Regions from separate parts of the Mus musculus genome. Here regions 2, 3, 4, 5, 6 and 7 are each linked to region 1. Evidence: chromatin contacts called from public Hi-C, HiChIP or PLAC-seq and promoter capture Hi-C data. All regions are on one chromosome and are shown on one strand. Each heading gives the region's core, a stretch centred on a gene start, on an enhancer-like site or on the middle of the called end of the contact. The rest is flanking DNA. Distances are from core to core; before and after follow the strand shown.

Region 1 (3,162 bases), core at 207-2,706:
CATCTCTAACTCTTCTGGGAGTCCCTGAGAAGGGCGCAGAGTGGGGATGGGGTGCTGCCACCCGCATGCCACCCTCCAGCCCAATTTGGGGGGACTCTTCAGTAAAGCCTCTGCCAACCTCCCTGGTACCCCACATTTATCACGGACATTAAAACAAAAGCGTCAGGAGAAGGCAATTAAGATTAATAGCCCGCGCTGTCGATTGAGAATCACAAGGGAGAAGTAATTAGATTTTACAGGAGACATCGCTCTCTAAAACAAGCCTCACAGCATGGGAGTCCCCGGTCCTGAGAGCCTTCGGTGATGTCTTTTTGTAAAGGCTTTCCTGATGACATTCTCCCAGAGCTCCGTCATTAATGCCAGTCACTGATGGCGTCTGAAAGTGGCGTGTTCCTCATTGAGATTCATCAGATCTGCCATTTCTCTGCTGTCCCGCCCCTGCAGACAGACCTCCCATCACCACGGAGCTAGGCCAGTACCTTTTTACCCAAACCAGCCTCCTGGGGCCCCACATACAGGAGTTGGGGGGTTGGAGGCATAATGAGAAAGGATAAGCGCTGAGCCAAAGCCCCCTGCGAGGACCCTTTCTTTCAGGCAGGGGAATTCTCTGCAGGCTGCCTCCTTTTCTTTGCAAGAGCGGCTCTAGGAGAAGCCCCCATTCTCCTCCCACCTGACCGGCCGCCAGCAGCGTCCACCGTTGCTCCTAGCTGGCCCCCTCCTCTCCGGTACGCAGCTGTCCCCCGCGCACAGACTCAAGGGCCTGATCATCGACCCAAGAGGGGATCCCGCGGCCTGCCGTGCTTCTGCACGCTGGTCAGTCCACCCTTCTCAAAAGTCGCAGCCCCAGTGACATTCCACTTGTGGAGTCCACGCGCGAGGCAGGCAGAGGACGTGCAGACAGCGACTGGCAGCACATTGGAGACCGAAACTAGGGCTGAAGCGCCACCTAGTGCGTGCGACACGTTCTCACGAGGTCTCCACCTTGTAGGGCAAATATCCATGAAAAGGGAGCCTAGGTCTGGGGCCGGGAGAATGAGGGAGGGTAGGATCTGCGATAGCGTGCTAAAGGAGAGATTCAAGACTCAAACAGGGGGCTACGGAGGCAGAGCTCTGCGTGCCTTCTAGTCTCTGTGACTGTCCCACGCGCATCCCTCTGAAAGCCCAGGGCCTGAAGACCTCAATAATTAATAGTAAAATTAAAATAGCCTATTCAATAACCACCAAGATACTGTGCATTGAACACTTGCTCCCCAGGCCAGGGTCGCAAAGGGGGGGCTCCTCCTCTGCCAGATCTGGCCGGCCTGGGCGGGGTCACTGGGTTGGGGCTTGAATGGGTGTGTGCGGGGGGCGGAGACTTGATGCAATTAGGAGGAGAAATGCTCTGATGCCCGGGTCACCTACCCGCGGGGCCCGCGGGACGAAACGTATATAAGGCCGCGTGCCCGGAGCCACCCCACTGTCGGAGCAGTAACTCTGTGCGCCCCACGCCACAAGCGCCCAGTTGCTTTGTGGGTTGTGCCTGCCCTGCGCCTGCAACTTGAGTCCCCGCCGCATCGCAGTCTCCGCGCCACCTTTGTAACGGCCTTCAGGACCCCGAGGTGTCATGGCGAGAAAGTGGAACGGGCGTGCGGTGGCCCGAGCCCTGGTCCTGGCCACTCTGTGGCTGGCTGTGTCTGGGCGTCCCCTGGCTCAGCAATCCCAGTCTGTGTCAGATGAAGATCCACTCTTTCTCTACGGCTGGGGCAAGATTACCCGCCTGCAGTACCTGTACTCCGCTGGTCCCTATGTCTCCAACTGCTTCCTCCGAATCCGGAGCGACGGCTCTGTGGACTGCGAGGAGGACCAAAACGAACGAAGTGAGTATCATTCAGCCCGTCCCCTCCGGTCCCTTAGGACCCAGAAGCACGTGGGTGTGTCGCCGTGGCCTTAACATCCTCCCACCCCTGACTTCCAGACTGGAGCTGGGGAAGGGCGATGCAGTGTGGCCCCGCTGTACTCACGTGTTGCTGGGGCCCGGCAACATCTTTCTCTTGCTCGCAGATTTGTTGGAATTCCGCGCGGTCGCTCTGAAGACGATTGCCATCAAGGACGTCAGCAGCGTGCGGTACCTCTGCATGAGCGCGGACGGCAAGATATACGGGCTGGTGAGTGTTCCTCCACGCGGCGGGATGCTCGCGGCCGCGTTGGGTCCGTATTGTTTTTGTTTGTTTGTTTGTTCTTTCGCCTCCTGCTCAGGTCCAAAAGGAACTTCGAGGGCAAGGTACCAATGATAGTGGGGCTAATATTGCTCTTGCCCGCCCTGCGTAAAGTGATGGCCCCAGGCTGTAGCGGGGGAGCAGGGAGACCAGAGAAGCTGTCTAATCTTCCCAAAGACTGGGCTAACTGCTGAGTCCCATTCAGCTTTCGGCCCCTTTGATACTGAACAGGAAAGCCTCCTCTCCTGGCTTTGCGTGTTCGTGGTCCTCGATTTCCTCCCCCTCCCTCAAATAAAAAAGAAAAGAAAAAGGAAAGAAGGGTCTTTTCAATCAATTTTTCTTAGGTCCATGGTGTGATGCAAAAATTAGATACTTTAGAAAGTACCCAAGATGCTCATCTGCTTGTGACCTGGGGGAACTGGAGTGAGGCGAGATGGCTAGGTTCACATAACCCCTAAAAATCGGTAGTCATGAAGTATGTAGGCTAGTGCTCTGTAGGAATAGAGGCTGGGTTCAAAGAAGCCTTCAGCCCTACCTCTGGCAGTACCAGTGCGAGGTCCCCCAGTGGGGAAGGATGGCTACCGGACTTAACGTTTTTGTTGTTTTGTTTCTTTAAGAGTCCCCAAATTGTCTGTGGCTCTGAAGTTGATTTATCTACATGAAAAGACCACAGAGAAAGGAAAGAAAGAAAGAAAGAAAGAAAGAAAGAAAGAAAGAAAGAAGGAAAGAAAGAAAGGGGTCTGCAGAGAAAGGAAGGGGCTTCAGAGGAGGGGGTCCCCTGCCTGGCTGAAAGCTGACACCCAGGCCCAAGCAAATCTCCTGCCTGTATCTTCCTGAAGTCTTTATTTGTGCTGGGCAAGGAGTCCGACCTCCATTCTGCACTAATGTAAATAGTGTAGGAAGGCCCCATGGGAGCTTTGCCCCCCAATTCTAGTGCCACCCTGGATCTGGTGGGCATAATTCATTT
Region 2 (3,162 bases), core at 479-2,978, 430 kb after region 1:
TTGTGTTTCTGGCTCTGGTCTCTGAATCCTGGACTTCGCCTTTGACTCTATTCCGTGAACAGTTTTGAATCACCTGCCCTCCACCTGAAGGTCACCTCAGAGATCGCATCAGCCCAGCCTATGAACCCTTTCTGGAATGTCACTGGGCTGGTTGTTTAGCACATGGGTTTTGTTTGATTTGGGTTTTTTTGTTTTTTTTTTTTTTGAGCTCCATCCCCTTCCATTACAAAAATGGTCCACCTTGGGGATCATATCAGACTGCTAACAGCGAGTGACAGGCTCAGTCATTTTCTTTTTTAAAAGATTATTTTTAAGCCAGGCATGGTAGAAGCAGGCAGATTCCTGAATTTGAGGCCAGCTTGGTCTACAGAGTGAGTTCCAGGACAGCCAGGGCTCTGTAGAGAGACCTAGTCTCAAGCTACCCCTCCTCCCACCCTCACTGCCATCACCAAATGCAGACTGTTATACAGGTGTCTTGCCTATATGTATGTCTGTGTGCCACAGGTGTGCCCAGTGCCTGTGGAGGCCAGGAGAGGGTGTCAGAGCCCCTGGGACTAGAGTTACAGGTGGTTGTGAGCCACCATGGGGGCTCGGCCTTCTTTTTACTTTTTATTTTAAAACAAAGCCTTGCTAAGTAGCCCCAGCTAGACTTAAACTATGTAGCCCAGGCTGACCTTTATTTGTTATCCTCCTGCCTCAGTCTCCTGAGTGCTGGAATTGTAATAGTCTACACCCAGCTTTCCCCTTTTTGAGATAGGGTCTCCATCACTTGTTCAGACAGGCCTTGAGCTTATCCAATCTCCTATTACCTAGGTTTGGCTTTTCTCAACAAAACCATGTCTGGACCTCTCTTTGTGTTTTAAATTCTATTTCTTTTAAAGCTTATTGGACACGTGACCTCATCACACCTGTATGCAGTCATTAGGCAGGTGTAGCTGTTAGTAATTTTCTACTCTATATAAACTACTAGTTTGAGCGGTAGTAACTAGATTAGCAGAGTTTGAATGGGTTAGTTAAATTTATCAGGGTACCAGGAAGGGCCTCATATATAATCCTCCTGCCTCAGTTTCCAGAGTCTCTGGGATTACAGGCTTGCCCGTGCTTGTTCTTAATCCAGGTCTAACAGTGGCCTGAGCGGTTCCTATCACACTGCTGGGGCAAAGGCCAGAGGCACAGGGGCTTGGCCACAAAGTACTAGGAGCTAGATGGGAAATTTAGTCATATCCCAGACCTCTCAGAAACCCTAACAGTAAGTACCACATGGAGAGGACTAGACCAGCAGATGGTGGGAGATGAGGCTAGAAAGCTGCTGGCTTCCCAGAGGGTCAAGGGGCTGTCCAGACCCAAGATTAGAGAGAAAAGGCACTGAGAACCAGGTGTTCACCCAATGATCTCCCTTTTAAGGTCATCATGAGGCGTGATGGAAAGATGGAAAAAATCCTGGGGTGCAAAACAGGAGTGGAGCCCTGCACCCAGGAATCTGGTTAAAGCCCCTGGCTGGCAAAGTAGAGAATCCAAAACTAACTGCCCAGGCCTTCCCCTCCCATCTGGGAGCCAGCATCCTCCAGGGATCTCCCAGAACTCCATTGACAGGAAGGGGTGTGCCCCAAGTCACTACGAAGCCCTCAGGGCTCCTGGATTCACCTTATCAGGTTTAACCCACCCAACACATCCCCAGAGCCAACTCACAATTCTCCTCTCTGAAGAGTAGGAGAGCAGGGGAGGAGTCCTTGGCAACCTATTGAGATGTAACTTGAGGCCACCAAAGGGGTGTGTGATGTTTTGAATATGCTCAGCCCAGGGAGTGGCACGATTAGAAGAAGGTGTGGCCCTGTTGGAGTAGGTGTGTCACTGTAGGTGTGGGCTTTAAGACTCTCATCCTAACTGTCTGGAAGCCAATATTCTAGCAGCCTTCAGATGAAAACATAAAGCTCTCAGCTCCTCCTGTACCATGCCTGCTTGGATGCTGCCATGTTCCTGCCTTGATGATAATGGACTGAACCTCTGAACCTGTAAGCAAGCCCCAATTAAATGTTGTCCTTAGAAGAGTTGCCTTGGTCATGGTGTCTGTTCACAGCAGTAAAGCCCAGGGTGTGTGTGGCTAATGTTCATACATCACAGCAGCTCTGCCCTGAGTCCATTAGACCACCCTTGGGTAGTCTTGCCTTCTGCTACTCTCTTTAGAAGCCAACACCTATGTCTTGGGTGCACTTCACTTTCTCCAGTATGTCTCTCTTTCTCCTACCTCTGATGTTTAAGCCTATACTAAAATATATTTCAGGTTCAATAAACTCTACCTCAAAAACATGAAGGTGAAGTGGAACCAATGGAAGAGATACAGCAATGTCCACCTCCATACTCACACTTACATACTCACGTGCACAGGCCTACACTAACCCATACTCACATTCACACACACACATCTATACTAACCCATTCATTCTCTCTCTCTCTCTCTCTCTCTCTCTCTCTCTCTCTCTCTCTCTCTCTCTCACACACACACACACACACACACACACACATACACACACACACACACTGTATTAGTCAGGGTTCTCTAGAGTAACAGAATTTATGGGTAGTCTCTATATAGTAAAGTGATTTGTTGATGACTTAGTCTGTAATCCAGCTCCCAACAATGGTTAGCAGCAGCTGTGAATGGAAGTCCAAGGATCTAGTAGTTGCTCAGTCCCACAAGGCAAGCAGGCAAAGAAGAGAGAATTTTCCTTCTTCCAATATCCTTATGTAGGCCTCCAGCAGAAAGTGTGTCCCAGATTAAAGGTGTGTATCACCACGTCTGGGACTTGCTTGTCTCAGGCTGACCTTAAACTCAGAGATCTCCTTGCCTCAGTCTCCAGGGATTAAAGGCATGTACTACCTCACCTGAGCCTAAACTTCTCATGGCCACGATGCCTTAAGATCTCCATGCCACGATCCAGGTCAGAAACTTGTGTCTTCTAGCCTCAAGATCTGGATCACAGGTGAGCCCTCCAATTCTGGATTGTAGTTCATTCCAGATATAGTCAAGTTGACAATCAGGAATAGCCACTACACACATGCACACACCTACACTAGCATGTGCATCATATACACACAAGACATAACTGCTAATAACTCCAGCTCCAGCATAGCTAAGGTTCTTCTGTTGCTTTGGTAGGTGCC
Region 3 (3,162 bases), core at 336-2,835, 400 kb after region 1:
GGCCATAGCACCCCCAGTGGACAGGTCAGCAGCTTCAGGGACCCTGCAAACTCAGGGACCCGAAGACAAGCTCCCTTTAATAAGCACCTCTCTCTTGTTTTGTCAAAGAAACATATTTCCAAACCAAATAAGGCTGAGGACTCAGTAGCCTCTGCCCACTTCACACAATTCCTTTTAAGTGTCCAAGCGCAATTATACTTGGCCAGTGCTGGGCTTAGGCCTCCCCCCCCCCCCCCCGCCTCCCAGTGTAAACAAGTGGCCCAGCTGGGACACAGCTGCCTGCTCTGGTGGAGGAGGCAGGGTCACCATCCTTCCCTGCTGCCTGCCTAACCTCTCTCAGCCTCTAGAATCTCAGAAAAATCCCTATCCCCACACCCCGCCCCGCCTCCAAGTCCCAGGAAGCCAGCTGGCCTCAAACAGGCAACCATCCAAGGCTCCCTGATCTCAGGTTAGTTTGGTGCAAGGGACAGAGAGGTTTCTTCATGGGCAGAAGGAGGAGGCTCCAGCGCAGGTGCAAGAAGAGATCTATTTCTGGGCTCCCTGTAAGATGCCCACAAGGCACACCTCCCCCAATCTGGGCACTGTTCACTCCCATAGGAAAGTGTGGCATTCCCTCAGGCTTCTTGGGTCATGAGAAAGTTGGCCCAGGGCAGAAAAAGGCCTCAGCACCCCACCCTCATCGCCAACCCTCTGCTCCCTCCATACCCACCCAGGCTTGGGCTCCATGCCCTGGCCACTAACTTTTTCCAAGACCCCTTCTCGTGGGGGAGGGTGACTCATCTTCACTGAGGAGCACACGCACCAGGCATGGTTGCTCGCCAACTTCCCTGCTCAGCCCAAGTGAGCAAGGGCTGTGATTTTCCATTTGTGACATCTGATTGTTATTAGAGCTAGAGAGAAGGGAATTCCTGGTTCCACAGGCCCCAGGGGTCCCCCAGGAAGGTTCTGGGGTGGCAAGGGGGGTGGGTTGGTGCCATCTGGGTCATGTGGCCTTCTCTCTGACACTTCTCCCCCACTCTCCATAGAGTTCCCTCACCTGCTGCTTCTTGGCTTCTCTGTGCCAGTCCCTCAGTCAGTTCAAATAATGGAGAGAACATTCCCTATAACCTCCCCACGATCACCACCTGCCCTGAAATGCCCACTGGAAACAGGCTGAAGGCATCAAGCAAGTGACAACCCGGAGCTCCCTCTACTGGGGCAGCCCTCTGGAGCTGCAGGATACTAGATACTAACATCTGGACTCCCGCCCCAGTGCTCAGGCCAACGTGACGTCATCAGGCAGAGAGATGAGTTCCCAGTGGGGATGGGGGAAAAGGCTCCTGAACTGGGCATTCCTTCCCCAAGCCTCATCACTGTTCAGCTCCTCCTCCTCCTCCTCCTCCTCCTCCTCCTCCTCCTCCTCCTCCTCCTCCTCCTCCTCTTTTTTCTCCTCCTCTAACTCTCCCCTCCCCCTTCTGCCTGGCCTGGAATTGGGTTTGGGGCGGGTTCTGTTTCCAAAGCCATCTCCAACAGGCAAGGCGGGTGAGGGCTCGTCCTCCCTCCACCCTGAGCCTGAATTTTCCGAGGCTCCAGGCAGTACTTGGCTAGCCTGCTGCCCGTGGGTCAGCAAACTCGGAGTCCCAGGAGAAGATCTCTACGAAGGGAACTCGGAGGATCAGGACAGCCACAGGTAGCACTCTGGGACCCAGGGACTAGGGGAGGGAGACCAGGGACAGGGGCTTCAGGATCAGGATCAGGGGCTGTAGGGTGAAGGCTGGACAGGGCAAGCAATTGAGATTGGCAGCCTCAAGGCAGGGAAATGGCCACTGCCATGACAGGCAGCTTGCAGAAGTCCCACCTCTCTGAGCACAGAGCCATGAAACCCTAGAGTGAAGCTGTTCCCATCTAGAAGACCTGTTCCACTCTTCCCACAGGTCTGAGTATCCCAGGGATATAGGAGGCTTTAAGAGTCCCCCTCTTGTGTTGCATCTCCTGATCCCCTACTCAGATGACACCCTACCTCTACCTCTAGCCCCAAGACATCCTCCAATTCCAGCCCCCATCTTGTCCTCCTGAGGGTGGGGGCTCCCTATCCTTCCTTCAACCTTACATCCAAGCCGGGTTTCTGGAAGAGTTTGAAGGGAACACCCAGTGGGCGATGGTCCAAGTGCAGAGTTCTGGTTCTCATTGCTCAGGGATGCCGCTGGCCATGAGGACAGCAGTGGGCAACTCTGTTGGGGGCATTTGGGGACTAGCAACACAAGGTCAGACAACTGATAGTCTCAGCTTCTTCCCCTCCAGCCAGGTCTGGTGCTGGTGTTGGCTTCACATGAAGCTGTTTGCCAGAGAGTTCTGTTCCCCCTCAGAGAAAGTCTTCTGTCAAGTTGTGAGCAAAGGCTTGAGTCTTAGGCAGAAACACAGGCTTTCTGTGTATCCCGGACAGCAGCAGACTGGCCAATGCCCAGGCCGGGTCATAGCTAAGGCATGAGGAGAGAGACTGGGGTATGGTGTAGTAGAAGTGAAATGACCAAGACAGCTCCCTTAGGGCTGGTCTGTCCAACTGTCAATCTAAGAAGGTAAACAGGTGGCCCACTATCGGTTTGGAGGGGAGGAGCCAGGGGTGCAGACATGGGAGCCTTTTCCATGGGCTTTAGTGAAGTGGGTTCTGTCATGGCTCAGATCCTGCCCAGAGCACACACATCCCCATACACACATCCTCATACACGTCTCTCTCTCTCTCACACACACACACACACACACACACACACACACACACACACACACACACACACACATCTTTAATATGGCCCATCTGGGGTCCACTTGGCTTCTGGATCTCTCTGTGTGAGTGAATAACTTTGCAAATAATCTGGAGTAGGACAGGGACCGTGGATAGAGACCAAACCAGTCATAGAGTTGACCTGGGAGCATATTCATCTGTCCCACGGGGCATGTGTCTAGTTGGAGGTTCAGCCTGGTGGCATGAAAGGTCCCCTGAGTCAGGACATCACTGAGGGGGAAAGCTGGGAGTAGCAAGTATCAGAAAGAGTGGCATCAGTAGAGGATGCTGGGGGTGTAGGTACCTAGAAAACCTGGGCTTGCTTCCTTCTATAGCTACAAATGACGCCTGGTGGGAGGGGGCATACTTTGCAGCACCAGCAGTTTGCAACCTCTCTGCACAAA
Region 4 (3,162 bases), core at 372-2,871, 390 kb after region 1:
GATAAAAACCACTCTGTGAAACCTTTGACAGGGGCCAGTCAGGTGGGCCTGGTTTAGCAGGACACATCTGTAGGGACCCCTGGGATCCTTGGGAAGGCAGGCCTGCAGCAATATCTACCCCCTCTGAGAGTTTGACCACAGGTCAGCCAAACTCAGAGCGGAGATTCTCACCCACTGGATGCTGACCTGGAGACTGAAAGGTTCATTCTCATAGACAGCCCAGTCTAGGAGATGCAAATACAGAGTGTTGTCTGGGTTCTCAACAGCCCTACCCAAAACCACAGTGTTTGGAAAAAGACCCTCCAGAGTTTCTCATCCAACACTGCCCAGCCTTCCCAGAGAGTGAGTCTCTTGTGTGACAATGCCCAGCATTGAGTCTTGCCTCCACAGAGAAAGCTAAACCTGTCGCTTGTCCACTCTGCAGGGACAAGGCTTAGAAGCAGCATGGCACTGCTATCATGGACATCTGTTAAGACCCACGCACTGGATGCCACAAAATCTCTCTTTGGATCCTCAAAATGTGTCCCCTACCCCACCAGTCTGTTACTACCCCTTGTATTGAAACTCCAGCTAAGTAACCCGACGAAGACCCACACTCAGCAACTGGCAGCCCCAGAAAGGTTCCAGATGCCTAACACCAAGTATGTGTCCCCTGAACCATATGCCCTGTCCCTGACGAGTGGTTTCAGCAGAGAGGGAGGAGTAGGTGGACATGTGGTCACCTCAGTGTCTAGCTTCCTCGTCTCCTATTACGGACCCTATGTCCTCACTCTTCAGTGAAAAGGCACGGGCTATGGGTAGACAGGGGCCAGTGTGCCAACCCAGTCTGCTCCCAAACAGGGAGGAAAGGAAGTTCAGAAAGGGAAGTTTGAATGACCAGGCCACCAGCACACACAGGGCAGTGACCACACCAGAAGGCAGGGCTGTGACCTTAGGTAGGTCAGAGGTGAGGAGGGCACAACTCACTCTGTCTCTCTCTCCCTCTTCCCCTCTCCCCCTCCCCTCTCTCTGCCTAGGTTTGCTCATCTGGAAAATGAGAAGAATATCCTCCTGCCTGTCAGCCAGCATCCTCTGGAGATGACTGGGAGGCTAACTCCACTCTCCCTGGGCTCAGCAATGTCCCTGACCAAGGAAGGGAAAAGGAAAGAAGGCTCCGAAGCACTTAAGAAAACAAGGAAGGAAGTCTCCCTGGCCTTAGGTTACCAGCTTCAGCCCTTAGCAGCCAAAGCAGTGCTCCAAAGTCGCTCTCAGAGGATGTTCGGCCACTCACTGCCTGGGGACCATGGGCTGGAGCACGCTTTTCTCCCTAATGAGGAAGAAGCTAGAGTGGTGCTGTAACCCCAACACTTGGAAGGCCAAATCAAGAGGATCTGGAGTTCAAGGTCAGCCTGGCTACTTGAGACCCTGTCTCAAAAAGTAAGGAAAAAAGAAAAGTAAAACTGAAAGTGACACCTCACTCACCGGAGTGGACCTGGCCACTGCCTCGGTCCCGGCCCAGAAGGGGCTGCTCTTCTGCCGCCATCCCACCAATGTAACAGGCCGGACCTGGTCCCAGCCGCGAGAGCCAGGCGTTCCGGAGGAGGAGCTCTGTGATGACTCCCAGCAACAGCCAATGAGAACGGAGAAATCCCTCTGGAAGGCGGAAGCAACAAGCCCCTCCCCCAATGGGTGGCGCTCCGCTTCTCTGCAGCACCTAGTGGCAGAAGGCAAAGAAGCTAAGGCTATCAAGGAAGTTTTTCAATCAATGCAAATGACTACTATTCCGTCCCAGCTCTAGGAATGTCAGAAGGAATCTCTTCTTGTGAGAGAGTGGGTGAGTGAGTGAGTGAGTGAGTGAGTGAGTGAGTGAGTGAGTGAGTGAGTGAGTGAGTGAATAACTGACTGAGTGAATGAATGAATAACTGACTGATTGATTGAGGGACTTACTGACTGACTGACTGACTTAGTGACTGTCTGAGTGACTGACTGAATGTGTAACTGACTGACTGAGTTTGCTTGCTTGCTTGCTTGCTTGCTTGCTTTTTATTTCCAGAGCCTTATAAGACGCCAGGCAAGCTCTCAACCCCTGCTACACCCAAAGCCCAGAAGTGTTTAAGCAAGCATTTTGTGTGACTCAAAGCCCAGAAGTGTTTAAGCAAGCATTTTGCGTGACTCTGACGCATGTGAGTACTGTGAACAAGGGAGTGACCACAGAGGTCATGCCCCACAAAAATGAATCTTGAATTTCTCCAGAAATTAAACAAACTAAAGCTTGAAACTGGGTATGTTGATGCACAGACATGGAATCCCAGTACTACAGGTAGCAGAGACCTGAGGATTGATGTCAGTCTGGGAACAGCCTACTACTAGTTAATTCCAGGAGAAGGAGAGAGAGAGAGAGAGAGAGAGAGAGAGAGAGAGAGAGAGAGAGAGAGAGAGAGAGAGAGAGAGAGAGAGAGAGAGAGAGAGCTGTAATCTGTTGCCTGGAGATCAGAAGTCCAAAGATAGGACTATCTCTTGAGGCCTCAGAAGGCTGAAATCAGAGTATGGTCACTCTACTGGGATCTTTTTAATTTTTTCTTTTATTATTATTGTTGTTGTTATGTGTGTATACGTATGTGTTCATGTGTATGTGCGTGTCTGTGTATATATACAAGTGCAGGCAGGTTCAGACATACCACATAGTACTTGAAGGTCAGAGGACAACTTTCAGGAGTCGGTTCCAGGGACTGAACTCAGGTTTTCAGATTTACATGACAAATACATTTCACCATTGAACCCTGTCTTCAGCCACATTGTGAGATATTCTTCAGAGATGGAGGAAAAAACCCACCGTGGACCCATCAAGGAGACAGGCTGAGTTAATTTTCTTGAAGCTTGGCCTGAGATCCATGCTTCCTCACTTGCTAGGCGTGCCTGGGGTGCCTGAGACGGTTCCCAGCTCCTGGGATCACTATATCCCTCCCCCCCCACCCCCATTTCACAGCTGGCAAGCACAGATTGGATGCTCAGATTCCAAATGCACCACCTCCACATTTGACGCAAGACTTCCTGCTCTCTGACTCTCCTTTGCCCATCTCTACAGGTTTGTCCCCTGGGGAAGGCAGTTAAGGCACATATATCAGCCGGGTGGTGCTGGCTCAGAGCCTTTAATCCCAGGACTCAGGAGGCAGAGGCAGACAG
Region 5 (3,162 bases), core at 474-2,973, 350 kb after region 1:
CATAACCTAAGGGCTAGATATCATGGTCTTAAACTCATCCAGGGTGGTCTCCCCACCATAAGCAAACTGGAATTATCATTATCATTCCTGGGTCCCCTGGCTTGCTGGCCAACAGCAGGGAGAATAGCTCTGTGTGTTGTTGGCATGATGACCCTGCGCATGGCAGCCAGGACAAGCCCCAAATATATATATCAGGAAACTGAGGCAGTAACCAGCTTCATCTTGGGTACTACTGAGGCATCATGAAGTAGAGCAGTCTCCAGAGAAAAGAAAGTTGTCTTCAGGAGGCCCTGTAGACACTCAATGGAGGGATAGTCCCTATTTGCCATCTAAAGACGACTGTACAAAAGTACAAAACGCATGTGAACCACCTGGCAGAGGGAGGACCCAAGACTGATCCTTGGGTCTCCTCTGAAGAAGCTGACCCTGTTCTCCCAGGAACAATCTCTGTTATTGCAATCACCTTTGTGAACCAGCGAGTGGCTGGGTTCATAGAGAGATCTGTTCCCATCATCATATATGACAAACTTCATAGAGGTCCAACTGCCACCAGGTACAGAGTAGTCTGGGGCTGAGAAGGAATGTCACAGCTACCCTGTCCTACATTCTCCTCTCCCCTCCTCTCCACCTCCATCTGCCACATCTAGCACTTGTCCACTCATAACAGTACTGGGAGCAGGCAGTCCCTGTGTGAGGCCAGAGGACCTGCCAGCAAGAAAACGCTGCTTGTCGGAGAAAACACCCGTGCTAAGCCAAGCGTGTCCCAAAACCCCACACACAGCCTACCTCATAGGTTTGGTTAGTCAGGGTTTTGCAGGTGTGATCAGATAAGCTGGACTCACACTGGAATATGTGTCCTAAGGCCAGCTCTGGCATCCTTGTAAAAGGAGGTAGGCACACTGGGAAGAAGGGGAGGCCAGACAATACATGGGGGTGGGGCAGGAGTGACCCAGTGTGAGGATCCATCCTTCAGCAGCAGCCTGACTCGATTCAAACTCGCCGAGGAGACACACCTATCCGTATATCTGTGAAGGGGCTTTCAGAGAGGTTTAACTGAGGGGGACCCACCCTGAATGTGGGTGGCACCATTGCATGACTGAGGGTCCTGGAGTGAATAAAAAGAAGAAAATTAACTGAACACCATCACTCCCCTCTCTGCTTCCTCACGGGGTGGGAGGAGAGCTGGCAGGGTGGGGTGGGGGTGACAACGACTGTATCCCTTCAAACTGTGTGCCACAGTGATGTCCTCCTCCCTTAAGTCACTTTTGTCAGGTCACAGCAACAACGTAAGTGACAACAGCAACCCCAAAAGCTAGGGAGAATCTTCCCTGCACCTTCAAAGGCTACGGACACCAGCCCACCTTGACCTTGGACTCAGAATGGGAAGGTGGGTTTTTTTTTGCAGTGAAAAGCCATGCAGCAAGCTTGGCTTCAAAGCCAAGGCTACTCCAGGAGGTCAGGACTACACCCATCACCCTGAGTTTGGGCAGATCAATTGCTCTCAACATGTGGAATCCATCCCTGTCACTTTACTGAGAACTTAGGCATGAGAGGAAACAAAATAGAAGCCAGTAGTCCACCTCAGTGTATTCAGAGGAGGGCTTTTGTCTCCTACCCCGTGGCAATTTTACCACCCGGACTCCTGCCTGGCCTGGAGTTCCCCTCCATTGGCCACCAGCCACCACCACTGGCTGGAGCAGAGATCACCGCCCTGCATGCTGTGGTCACGAGGAGTCCCTGCCCTTTAGTTATGTGGTAGTTTATGTGCCAGGGGAAAGCAAGGCCAACCAGTCCCTGGTGCCCCCAAACACATTCTTGGCATCTCACAAAAATGCTGAAGGTACCTGATTAGAGAAATGCTTTGGGCTCTATGGGCCATGAACTCTGAGCCCTAGGGAGGCAGTGACTTCACACCTCCCCCTCGCCCACCCCGTCCCTGCCAAGTCTGAGCTGCCTACCACATCAGTGACACCATCGCGGTTTCTCTGTCCACGCACATGGCCAGTGTTTCTGTTTTCTTGAGGCATCAGCTTTGATACACACAGAAAAGGGCGGGGGATGTTAATGTGGGGAAGGTATCTATTAAGGTCTGAGCTCCAGTTCCTTCCTGTCAAACGGAAATAAGGATAATCATGTGTGCACATTAAACTGCACATGTCAGAGTCCCCATGGTGGTCACTGTCACCCCAGAGTCTGTTCCAACACTGGCCCAGCCCAAGGTCAACCATTTCCCCATTCAGGGTTCAGTGCCTTCTACACTTTCCAATGTCCATAGAGGACAGAGGATATGTCAGAACATGGCCAGATTTGCATCCCAAACTGGACCCCTTCGGCAGCTCACAGTGGAAACCATGTGGTTGACCCAGAAGTGGACACCCACACATTTCTCCACCTATCAGTCTGCCCATCAGATACCTCCTGGGCATCTTTCTATATACCAGTTCCTCCCTGAGCACCTGGGACTTGGCCAAAAGTAAACTACATCTCTATCCTGGTGAGGTTCACATTCTAGCCAGAGAAAGCCCATGATAGGGGACCCCTAAATACACACCACATCAGACAAGAGGAACACCAAGGGACAAGCCAGGCCGGGAGAGGAGACAGTCCTGGAGACACACTCCTGCCCTACAGTCTTCTGGGGTCCCTTAGGCCAGAAGATCTACACATACATTCAGATGGGCAAGGGGGGACAGTAGAGAGGACAATACACGTGGGCCTTGCAGTCAAGGAAAGCTGCCCAGCCGCGAAGGAAGCCTTTATGAAAATAGGAAGGAAAGATCATTTAGGTAACCACCAGTCTAGCCTTAGAGTGGGGAGGTGAGCGGACTGGGACAGGATCCACCCACTGCCGCTGGAGCTCTGCTGTCCTCTGCTGGACAGATCAGGGATTTCAGGTACCCTAGTCTGGGACTCCTATCTCCTGGATAATCTGCGCCTGCCCCAGGCCCTCACCTGTATGCAAAACACCTCTGGGTGCCAGTTCATACTACCAGCTGGACCCTATGAAGGGCACACATCCCGTTACCCAAGCCAATTCTGGGTGCCCTATGGGTTTACAAGGTGCCAGTGACACCAGCCCACAGCAGGCTCTACTGGGGCCTCAGACATCAATGGCATCTGGGTCTGCATACAGGTGCCAGCTGTCCCAGTGCACACCTCACC
Region 6 (3,162 bases), core at 331-2,830, 340 kb before region 1:
ATCAGAACCATCACTTCCCAAGTGGTTACACAAAGCAGCCAGCAAGCTAATACACTAACAAGACAGTCCTGCAGACATTTAAAGGCAGAAACCTTCCTTGATTTCAGTTTGATGGGCATACCTGTGGAAGTGCAGTATTGAGCTGCCTCTGCAAAGAATCTCTTTCATGACCAACTTCATGCAACTTCCCCTGGGTTAATGCCAGTGTTTCTTGTGTCTCTCTTAGTGTGTCCAGAAGGCGGTCCCGTTCTTCCAACATGGAAACCATGAGCTGCTCAAAATGCGAATCAGCATCTGGCTGTGAAGGGGAGCCTGACCCATGGCTCCCACCTCCTCCTGGAGGGCCTTCTGCTTCACTAATGGTCGGCATCACCTCGCACATCATCTTGAAAAAGGAACGGTACAGACCACAATCAGTAGGTGCAGAACAAGAGTTTCCACAAACCTGCAGCTTTCTGAGCACCACCTGTGGCTAATGAGAAAAAGGCTGACAGCCCCAGAGCTATCCGTGACGATCATCCACTCTGGATGCACACACTCTGGGAAGTAGCATGCACAGGTCAATATAATGAGCAGATTGGGGGAGACAGTCCTGGGAGCAAGAGGAGCTGGGATGCTCACCTCCAACCAGTGGGGGTCTGTTTAAAATCCACATTTAACAGCTGAAGACAGTTTCCTCAGGAAGAGAGATTCCAAACAGTCCCTCAACCACAGAAGAAGACTGGAAACTGACAAAACACCAGCACTATGGACCCAAGCATCCTCCAGGAATGTGTGCAGTCAGCTCCTGGGAAGGACTAGCAGGCACCCTGACTTGTGGGGCTGGATATTTGGTGATCAGCGGAAAAAGCAACTGGATTGGCTTTTTAAAGTCTGGACAGAAGTGTTTAGCAAAGGCCTGCTGCTGTGTAACGGTTGGTCAGCCAACCCAACTTACATAAGTTCACAGTCAAAGACAGGGGAAAAGAACAGAAAGAGAAAATATACCCACACTGGGAATCTAGGAAGTCGGGACAACAGGGCTAGGTTAAAAAAAAAAAAAAAAGGAGGAGGAGGAGGAAAAGGTGAGATGGAACTAGAGATTGCATGCTGTCAGGGCACAGGGTGGAGGATGAAGCAGAAGGCGCTGCAGGTGCATCTGAGCAGCACCCGCTGCCCCGGCCTGGCTCAGCTGACCCCACAGCCTCACTGCCCCCAACCTCACTTACTCTGGCCAGTCTAAGCGAACTCGGACCTAACTGCTATCAACCCGTTTTGCCAGGCTAGCCGCAACTCTGCTGGCTCTGCTGACCCCCGCACACTGACCCTGCCGACCCGGCCCCACCGACCCTGGCCCGCCACCCAGCGCGGCCCGCTCCACCCGCCCTCACCTTGGCCGGCGGGCGCGGCTCCGGGGCTATGAAGCGGCCTTCGGGCGGCGGCCGGCTGCGGGCCGACCCACGCAGCCCCGCGGCTGCGTCCTCGCCCGGCCCCCGGGCCCGCCGCCCCGCTCGTCACGAAGGCCGGCCCGCCGCCGCGGGACACTAGCGAGCGCAGAGAACCGGGCCCGGCGCGTCGCCGGCGTCAACGTGCCCGACGTCCGGCGCGTCGGCGCGAGCGTCAGCACCGCCCCCCGCGGGAGAGGTTGGCCGCGGGGCCGTGCGCATGCGCTAGATCCGCGGTAGTGGGCGGGCGGTCTATCGGGAGATCCAATTGGCTAGTCCTCGCTTTAGCCCCGCCCCCGGCAGGCCAACCCCCTGCGGAGACAGGGCGACCGTGGAAACACCGGTAAAGATCTCTGGCAGGTGTGCGCAGCTCGCAGTCCTGCTTCCGTGCTCTCACGCCAGTGTGTGTGTGTTGACGTCACCCAAACGCCGACGTCACCTGAGCACTCGCCCCCCCCCTCAAAACCCAAGACCTCTGGGGAGTCCCGCCGGACCACCTGCAAAACCGGAAAGTGCTGACAGGTCGGGCAAGGTACCTTCTACCTCTATGCCTACCCTTCAGAAGTCTGAGGCAGGAGAATTACAGCAAGGTGGAGACTCTGCCTGTAAAATACAAACAAAGGCTACTGCCATCAACCCTGACGACTGAGTTCGAACCCTAGGACCCAGAAGACCTGCAGTAGATCCTCGGAACCTACATAGTCCTGAATGTTGTCCTCTGACCTGCACACATGTATCGTGTGGGTGCATACATGTGCTCACATTCACACGCGCACACACAACAACAACAAAATGTAAGGGCTCAGTCACTCTTGCAAGTATTAGAACCTAAGTTCCATTTCCCAGACTCCACGTAAAAATAAAAAGCTAGCTGGCCTTGGTGCTACACGCCTTTATTCCCAGCACCCAGGCAGATCTCTGGGTTCAAGCTAGCCTTGTCTACATAGTGAGTTTCAGGACAGCCAGGAGTACATACTGAGACCTTGTTTTAAAACTTTTTTTTTTAATTAACGCCAATAAAATAGTCCAGAAACCAAAGCAAAATGATCATCAACCATAACTGAAAAGCCAATAAAACTTTCCAAAGGCCAAGGCAAGAATACTGTCGACTAGTATAGGCTACATAGAGAGCCAGGACAGTCAGGGTTACATGGGCAGATTCCTGTTTCAAGAAGTCAGTAATTAATTACAAAGTCAAGTTACAAGTATAACCAAGCACAATAGTGCCCACCTGAAATCCTAGCACTCAGAAAGCAGAGGCAGGCAGGCAGATCTCTGAGTTTTGCCCGATCTATATAATGAGACCTTTTTCCACAAAACAAGTCAGAATGTAAATAGAAGCAGCAAAGTCTTTAAGGACTATCAGCCACTGCACACAAGTTCTCAGTTGCCTTGATCTCAGGTTTGGATTTGAGGAAATGCTCAAGCCAGACGTGGTGGCGCACGCCTTTAATCTCAGCACTGGGGAGGCAGAGGCAGGCGGATTTCTGTGTTCGAGGCCAGCCTGGTCTTCAAAGTGAGTTCCAGGACAGCCAAGGCTATATAGAGAAACCCTGTCTCAAAAAACAAAAACAAAAACAAAAACAAAATGCTCATGTCTCCCCAGAGGTTCCTGCCAATACAGCCATCTCCTAAGAAACTGATCCAGGACCAAACACAGCTCAACAGGGCATACTGTACTGGGTCCTCTTCCACAGTCAGCACATGTATGAAGCTGGCATGGCAGAAAGCTAAAGAA
Region 7 (3,162 bases), core at 259-2,758, 330 kb after region 1:
TGTGCACATGAGTGCAGGTGTTTGCAGAGGCCAGAAGAGGGCAGTAGATCTACTGGAGTTGGAGTTCCGCTGTGAGCCACCAGATATGCAGGGAACTGAACTCTGGTCCTGTGCAAGAGTGGCCGTGCAATACAGTCTCTTAACCACCGCTGAGCCACTCTTCAGCCCCCGGTGTCTATATGATGTTTCTATGGGATAGATCTGCTCAAGAGCAATGAAGGCCCTCTTGGAGGGTGCAGGCAACCTAAAGGCCTAGGCTGCTAGAGCCAGTCCAGTGCCTTCTGTTACCTACACTGGTTTGTCCCTTCCCAGAATTCCTGCAAGAGTCACCACACTAAGATGATCACATTGAGTCACAGCAAGGCTCTCACAGGGCACTGACCCAGGTTCAGTGTCTGCCAGATGTGCTGACTGACCCCCCCCAAAAACTGTAGATGGCATGGACCACCCCCCCAACCCTGACCAGAGAGATGAGATAACCTGCCCCAATACAACAGCATCAACACCTCCCTTCCTCTGCATAAGATAAGGCCCCACAGAGGATACCCTTCACTCCAGTACTCTGTGTTCCTCCCTGATGTTTCCAGATGTATCTTGGCTCCTAGGATCCATGGCAAATCCAAAAACAATGAGTCTCTTCTTCCAGGAAAGAGGGGTGAGGCCAGGACCAGAATCCTGGAGGAAAAGGCAAGGCAAAGGCAGCAGGGCTGTTGAGCCTTCCTGCAAGGAAGTGGGGGCAGGGGTAGGCTCCAGGTCCCGGCAGAGGATCCTAAGCATCCCAGGCATCAAGCAGTGTCTGTCACTGACAGCGGGTGAGTACTTAGCCCTGTGCACTCAGAGGGCCTGGGTACCAGACACTCCCACAGCTGAGGGAAGGACAGCAGAATATCACAAACAGAGACCTGGGCTGAGTATAGAGGATTGATTGGGGGTGGCCTTGAGGATTTTAGGGAACCTTGAGGGTTCCTTGCTGACAGACAGGGAAGACCCAGTGGTCCCTGTAGTACAGAACTTGGCTCTGCCACACAGCTGAACTTCATCTACCAAGAGGAGCTTCTATGAAGGCCAGGCTGTGTGGACATTACTGGGTAGATGATTGTCACTGGTGCATGGGCCCTGCAGCTGCTATTGCTGCAACCACATGTCCCCTGTCACTTACACAAAGCCAACCCCACTTGTCTAAGGTCTATGAACATAGATGACCCAGGTGTACTGGCTTGCTCTGACTCATTATCCTCTGTGGTAAGATGACTAGTGATTAGTCCTAGGAAATCCCCAGACACACACACACACACACACACACACACACACACACACACACACACTCACACACTTGCTGAGGTCCCAGACAGGAACAGGCTGTGGCCACCACCAAGAGGCCCAAGGGCAGAATGAGGGACACTTCTAGGGAAGCAAAAGTCTTTCTCCAGGGACAGTGAACAGCCCTGCAGTCTGCCCCCACAGAGAGCCCTGCTGCAGGGCGGGGGCTCAGGAATGTTCTCTGCATACATAGCAAAGTTGTGAGTCAGACACAGTGGGGAGGAGGCCCGCAGCAGGGCTGCAGGCAGGAGGTGGAACCCTCCAAGCAGAATCCTGGTAAACAGCAGGCAGTGTCTGGGTCCTGTCCCATGGCCAGCAGTCTACCTGGGCCACATCAGGGGTGAGGAGCACATGGGCCAGGAGAGGGCAGTGTGGCCTAGGTTAGCTGGGGACTTGCAGATGAGGCTTCCAACTCCTTGCCCAGTGCTCTCTCTGGACTCCTCACACAGTGCTCTCAGAGCCAAGCACCACCCCAGGCACTGCCACCCCTTGAGTAAACTGACCTTTGCAGAATTAAATGGGGCTCCAGCAACCCAGGAAGACCGGGTGCTGGGTTCTATTTCTCAGGACACCTCCTGTCTCCAGTATGCGAAATGATACCCAAAACTCCTACTGTGTGCTGGGCCCTGGCAGGAGTTCCTATACATTGATTCATGGGACAGAAGCCGGGCTACAGTGTGGACATGTATGCAGCATGTAGAGGTCAGCTAGCCCTGAGAGCTCATTCTCCAACCTTCACCCCTGCTGAACTAGCCAGCAACCTCAGGCACATATGGGAGCCAGGTGATACACCTCAGGCCCCACAGAATGACCATGGGATCTAGTTGCAGGGCCTTGGCCTAACCCACTGAACTGTGGAGAGAAGGAGAGGGCTAAAGATGTTCTTCTACTGGGGGATGCTAGGCAGAGGACACAGGGCTACCTCTCTACACCCACAAAGCAGGGGTCTGAGCCCCAACAGGACTCACTGGGTAAGCCCTTCACCTCTCTAAGCCTCAGTCTCCTCGTCTGTAGATGGGGATGGGGAGGCATCAAGGACTGTTATTATTTAATGATCTCCATGAGAGCTGGCTCAGTTGATAGAGGGATTTTTCCCAGCATGCACAAGGACTTGAGTTCCATCCCTAGCACCACACACCTATTCCAAGCACTGAGGAAGCAGAGGCAGGGGGATCATCATGAATTCTAAGTGGGCTTGGTTTGCATAGTAAAGCCCTAGCTCCCAAAACTAAATTAAATTAAATAAGCCAGGAACAGTGTGCACACCTGTCATATTAGCGCTTAGAAAGCAGAGACAGGAAGGCATCAGACTGTGACTAGCCTGGCCTACAAAGCAAATTCCAGGCCAGCCCCAGATCCAGAAAGAAAGAGGTGGAGGGAGGGAGGGAGGCAAGGAAGGAAGGGAGGCAGGCAAGGAAGGGAGGGAGGGAGGGAAGGAGGGAGGCAAGGAAGGAAGGGAGGGAGGGAGGGAGGGAGGGAGGGAGGGAGGGAGGGAGGCAAGCAAGGGAGGGAGGGAGGGAGGGAGGGAGGGAGGAAGGAAGGAAGGAAGGAAGGAAGGAAGGAAGGAAGGAAGGAAGGAAGGAAGGAAGGAAGGAAGGAAGAGAGCACCTTATCCACCTAAAGAAAAAAACAAGAAGCCTGCACAGTACCCTTCAAGGGCACATCTTGAAGCCTGCCCTAGATGCTGCCTCTCAGAGGCTCCACCCATCCTTGTAGCACCTCTCTGAAGATGGAGCCTTTACTAAATGGGCCTCTGAGAACAACCATGGCACAAACTTCAGTGAAGAGCTTGGGCATCCAGAGCCTGGACCACACAACCACTTCCACCCACCAAGTGTGCCA

What was found. A called contact is a pair of places that touch in the nucleus more often than the background predicts. HiChIP or PLAC-seq counts read pairs in DNA pulled down with a chosen protein or histone mark. Capture Hi-C pulls out chosen DNA fragments and counts their contacts.
Region 2: an H3K27ac HiChIP or PLAC-seq map of embryonic stem cells shows a contact between it and region 1, with 2.9 times the contacts expected there. The contact joins the enhancer-like site here to the promoter of Fgf15 in region 1. A contact is called at or near these places in 4 of 39 promoter capture datasets (the C10 cell line, embryonic stem cells, liver and 1 more), 1 of 484 Hi-C or Micro-C datasets (bone marrow-derived macrophages), 3 of 115 datasets of contacts at active chromatin or transcription factors (embryonic stem cells and pancreatic cancer cells) and 2 of 9 other capture datasets (liver and macrophages).
Region 3: an H3K4me3 HiChIP or PLAC-seq map of embryonic stem cells shows a contact between it and region 1, with 9 read pairs. The contact joins the promoter of Mrgprf here to the promoter of Fgf15 in region 1. A contact is called at or near these places in 6 of 39 promoter capture datasets (the C10 cell line, hematopoietic stem and progenitor cells, liver and 2 more), 2 of 115 datasets of contacts at active chromatin or transcription factors (both in embryonic stem cells) and 2 of 9 other capture datasets (adipose tissue and macrophages).
Region 4: an H3K4me3 HiChIP or PLAC-seq map of embryonic basal ganglia shows a contact between it and region 1, with 3 times the contacts expected there. The contact joins the promoter of Tpcn2 here to the promoter of Fgf15 in region 1. A contact is called at or near these places in 4 of 39 promoter capture datasets (embryonic stem cells, hematopoietic stem and progenitor cells and neutrophils) and 11 of 115 datasets of contacts at active chromatin or transcription factors (bone marrow-derived macrophages, embryonic basal ganglia, embryonic forebrain and 5 more).
Region 5: a Hi-C map of bone marrow-derived macrophages shows a contact between it and region 1, with 30 read pairs. The contact joins the enhancer-like site here to the promoter of Fgf15 in region 1. A contact is called at or near these places in 8 of 39 promoter capture datasets (the 3T3-L1 cell line, the C10 cell line, embryonic stem cells and 5 more), 5 of 15 datasets of contacts at CTCF or cohesin (the NIH/3T3 cell line and embryonic stem cells), 7 of 484 Hi-C or Micro-C datasets (the C10 cell line, CD4 T cells, the HL-1 cell line and 3 more), 13 of 115 datasets of contacts at active chromatin or transcription factors (craniofacial prominence, embryonic basal ganglia, embryonic forebrain and 7 more) and 3 of 9 other capture datasets (adipose tissue, embryonic stem cells and liver).
Region 6: a promoter capture Hi-C map of adipose tissue shows a contact between it and region 1. The contact joins the promoter of Ppfia1 here to the promoter of Fgf15 in region 1. A contact is called at or near these places in 10 of 39 promoter capture datasets (the 3T3-L1 cell line, the C10 cell line, the HPC-7 cell line and 7 more), 1 of 15 datasets of contacts at CTCF or cohesin (the NIH/3T3 cell line), 1 of 484 Hi-C or Micro-C datasets (embryonic stem cells), 16 of 115 datasets of contacts at active chromatin or transcription factors (bone marrow-derived macrophages, embryonic basal ganglia, embryonic forebrain and 9 more) and 3 of 9 other capture datasets (adipose tissue, embryonic stem cells and liver).
Region 7: a FOXA1 HiChIP or PLAC-seq map of pancreatic cancer cells shows a contact between it and region 1. The contact joins the enhancer-like site here to the promoter of Fgf15 in region 1. A contact is called at or near these places in 2 of 39 promoter capture datasets (embryonic stem cells and trophoblast stem cells), 1 of 15 datasets of contacts at CTCF or cohesin (embryonic stem cells), 2 of 484 Hi-C or Micro-C datasets (CD4 T cells and bone marrow-derived macrophages), 13 of 115 datasets of contacts at active chromatin or transcription factors (bone marrow-derived macrophages, craniofacial prominence, embryonic basal ganglia and 8 more) and 2 of 9 other capture datasets (adipose tissue and liver).

The regions. Positions count from the first base shown.
Region 1 is chr7:144,895,076-144,898,237 of GRCm38.p6, forward strand. Fgf15 (fibroblast growth factor 15) reads left to right here and starts at 1,457. Exons shown (of 3, transcript NM_008003.2): 1 at 1,457-1,856; 2 at 2,041-2,144. The coding sequence starts at 1,604. It overlaps Gm26793 (a long non-coding RNA gene), which reads right to left. Exons shown (of 2, transcript XR_003946907.1): 1 at 2,001-3,162; 2 at 1-1,830. RefSeq lists a promoter at 1-1,542, enhancers at 43-89, 64-606, 64-415, 436-468 and a cis regulatory region at 1,309-1,323.
Region 2 is chr7:145,324,168-145,327,329 of GRCm38.p6, forward strand. No RefSeq gene overlaps it. Among named protein-coding and RNA genes, the nearest start is that of Mrgprd, 11 kb to the left of the region's middle. Within about 2 kb of position 1,729, at least 11 of the 459 cell types and tissues checked have an H3K27ac peak or open chromatin away from gene starts, as enhancers often do. A contact at or near this core is called in embryonic stem cells, where this site is marked.
Region 3 is chr7:145,299,324-145,302,485 of GRCm38.p6, forward strand. It overlaps Mrgprf (MAS-related GPR, member F), which reads left to right and starts at 1,586. Exons shown (of 3, transcript NM_145379.2): 1 at 1,586-1,669.
Region 4 is chr7:145,282,390-145,285,551 of GRCm38.p6, forward strand. It overlaps Tpcn2 (two pore segment channel 2), which reads right to left and starts at 1,622. Exons shown (of 25, transcript NM_146206.5): 1 at 1,462-1,622. The coding sequence starts at 1,522.
Region 5 is chr7:145,240,423-145,243,584 of GRCm38.p6, forward strand. It overlaps a transcript of Tpcn2 not described here. Among named protein-coding and RNA genes, the nearest start is that of Smim38, 34 kb to the left of the region's middle. Within about 2 kb of position 1,724, at least 20 of the 459 cell types and tissues checked have an H3K27ac peak or open chromatin away from gene starts, as enhancers often do. A contact at or near this core is called in the HL-1 cell line and bone marrow-derived macrophages, where this site is marked.
Region 6 is chr7:144,552,149-144,555,310 of GRCm38.p6, forward strand. It overlaps Ppfia1 (protein tyrosine phosphatase, receptor type, f polypeptide (PTPRF), interacting protein (liprin), alpha 1), which reads right to left and starts at 1,581. Exons shown (of 32, transcript NM_001195086.1): 1 at 1,371-1,581; 2 at 122-385. The coding sequence starts at 385. It also overlaps the pseudogene Gm35626.
Region 7 is chr7:145,220,908-145,224,069 of GRCm38.p6, forward strand. It overlaps a transcript of Tpcn2 not described here. Among named protein-coding and RNA genes, the nearest start is that of Smim38, 14 kb to the left of the region's middle. Within about 2 kb of position 1,509, at least 162 of the 459 cell types and tissues checked have an H3K27ac peak or open chromatin away from gene starts, as enhancers often do. A contact at or near this core is called in adipose tissue, bone marrow-derived macrophages, pancreatic cancer cells and 1 more, where this site is marked.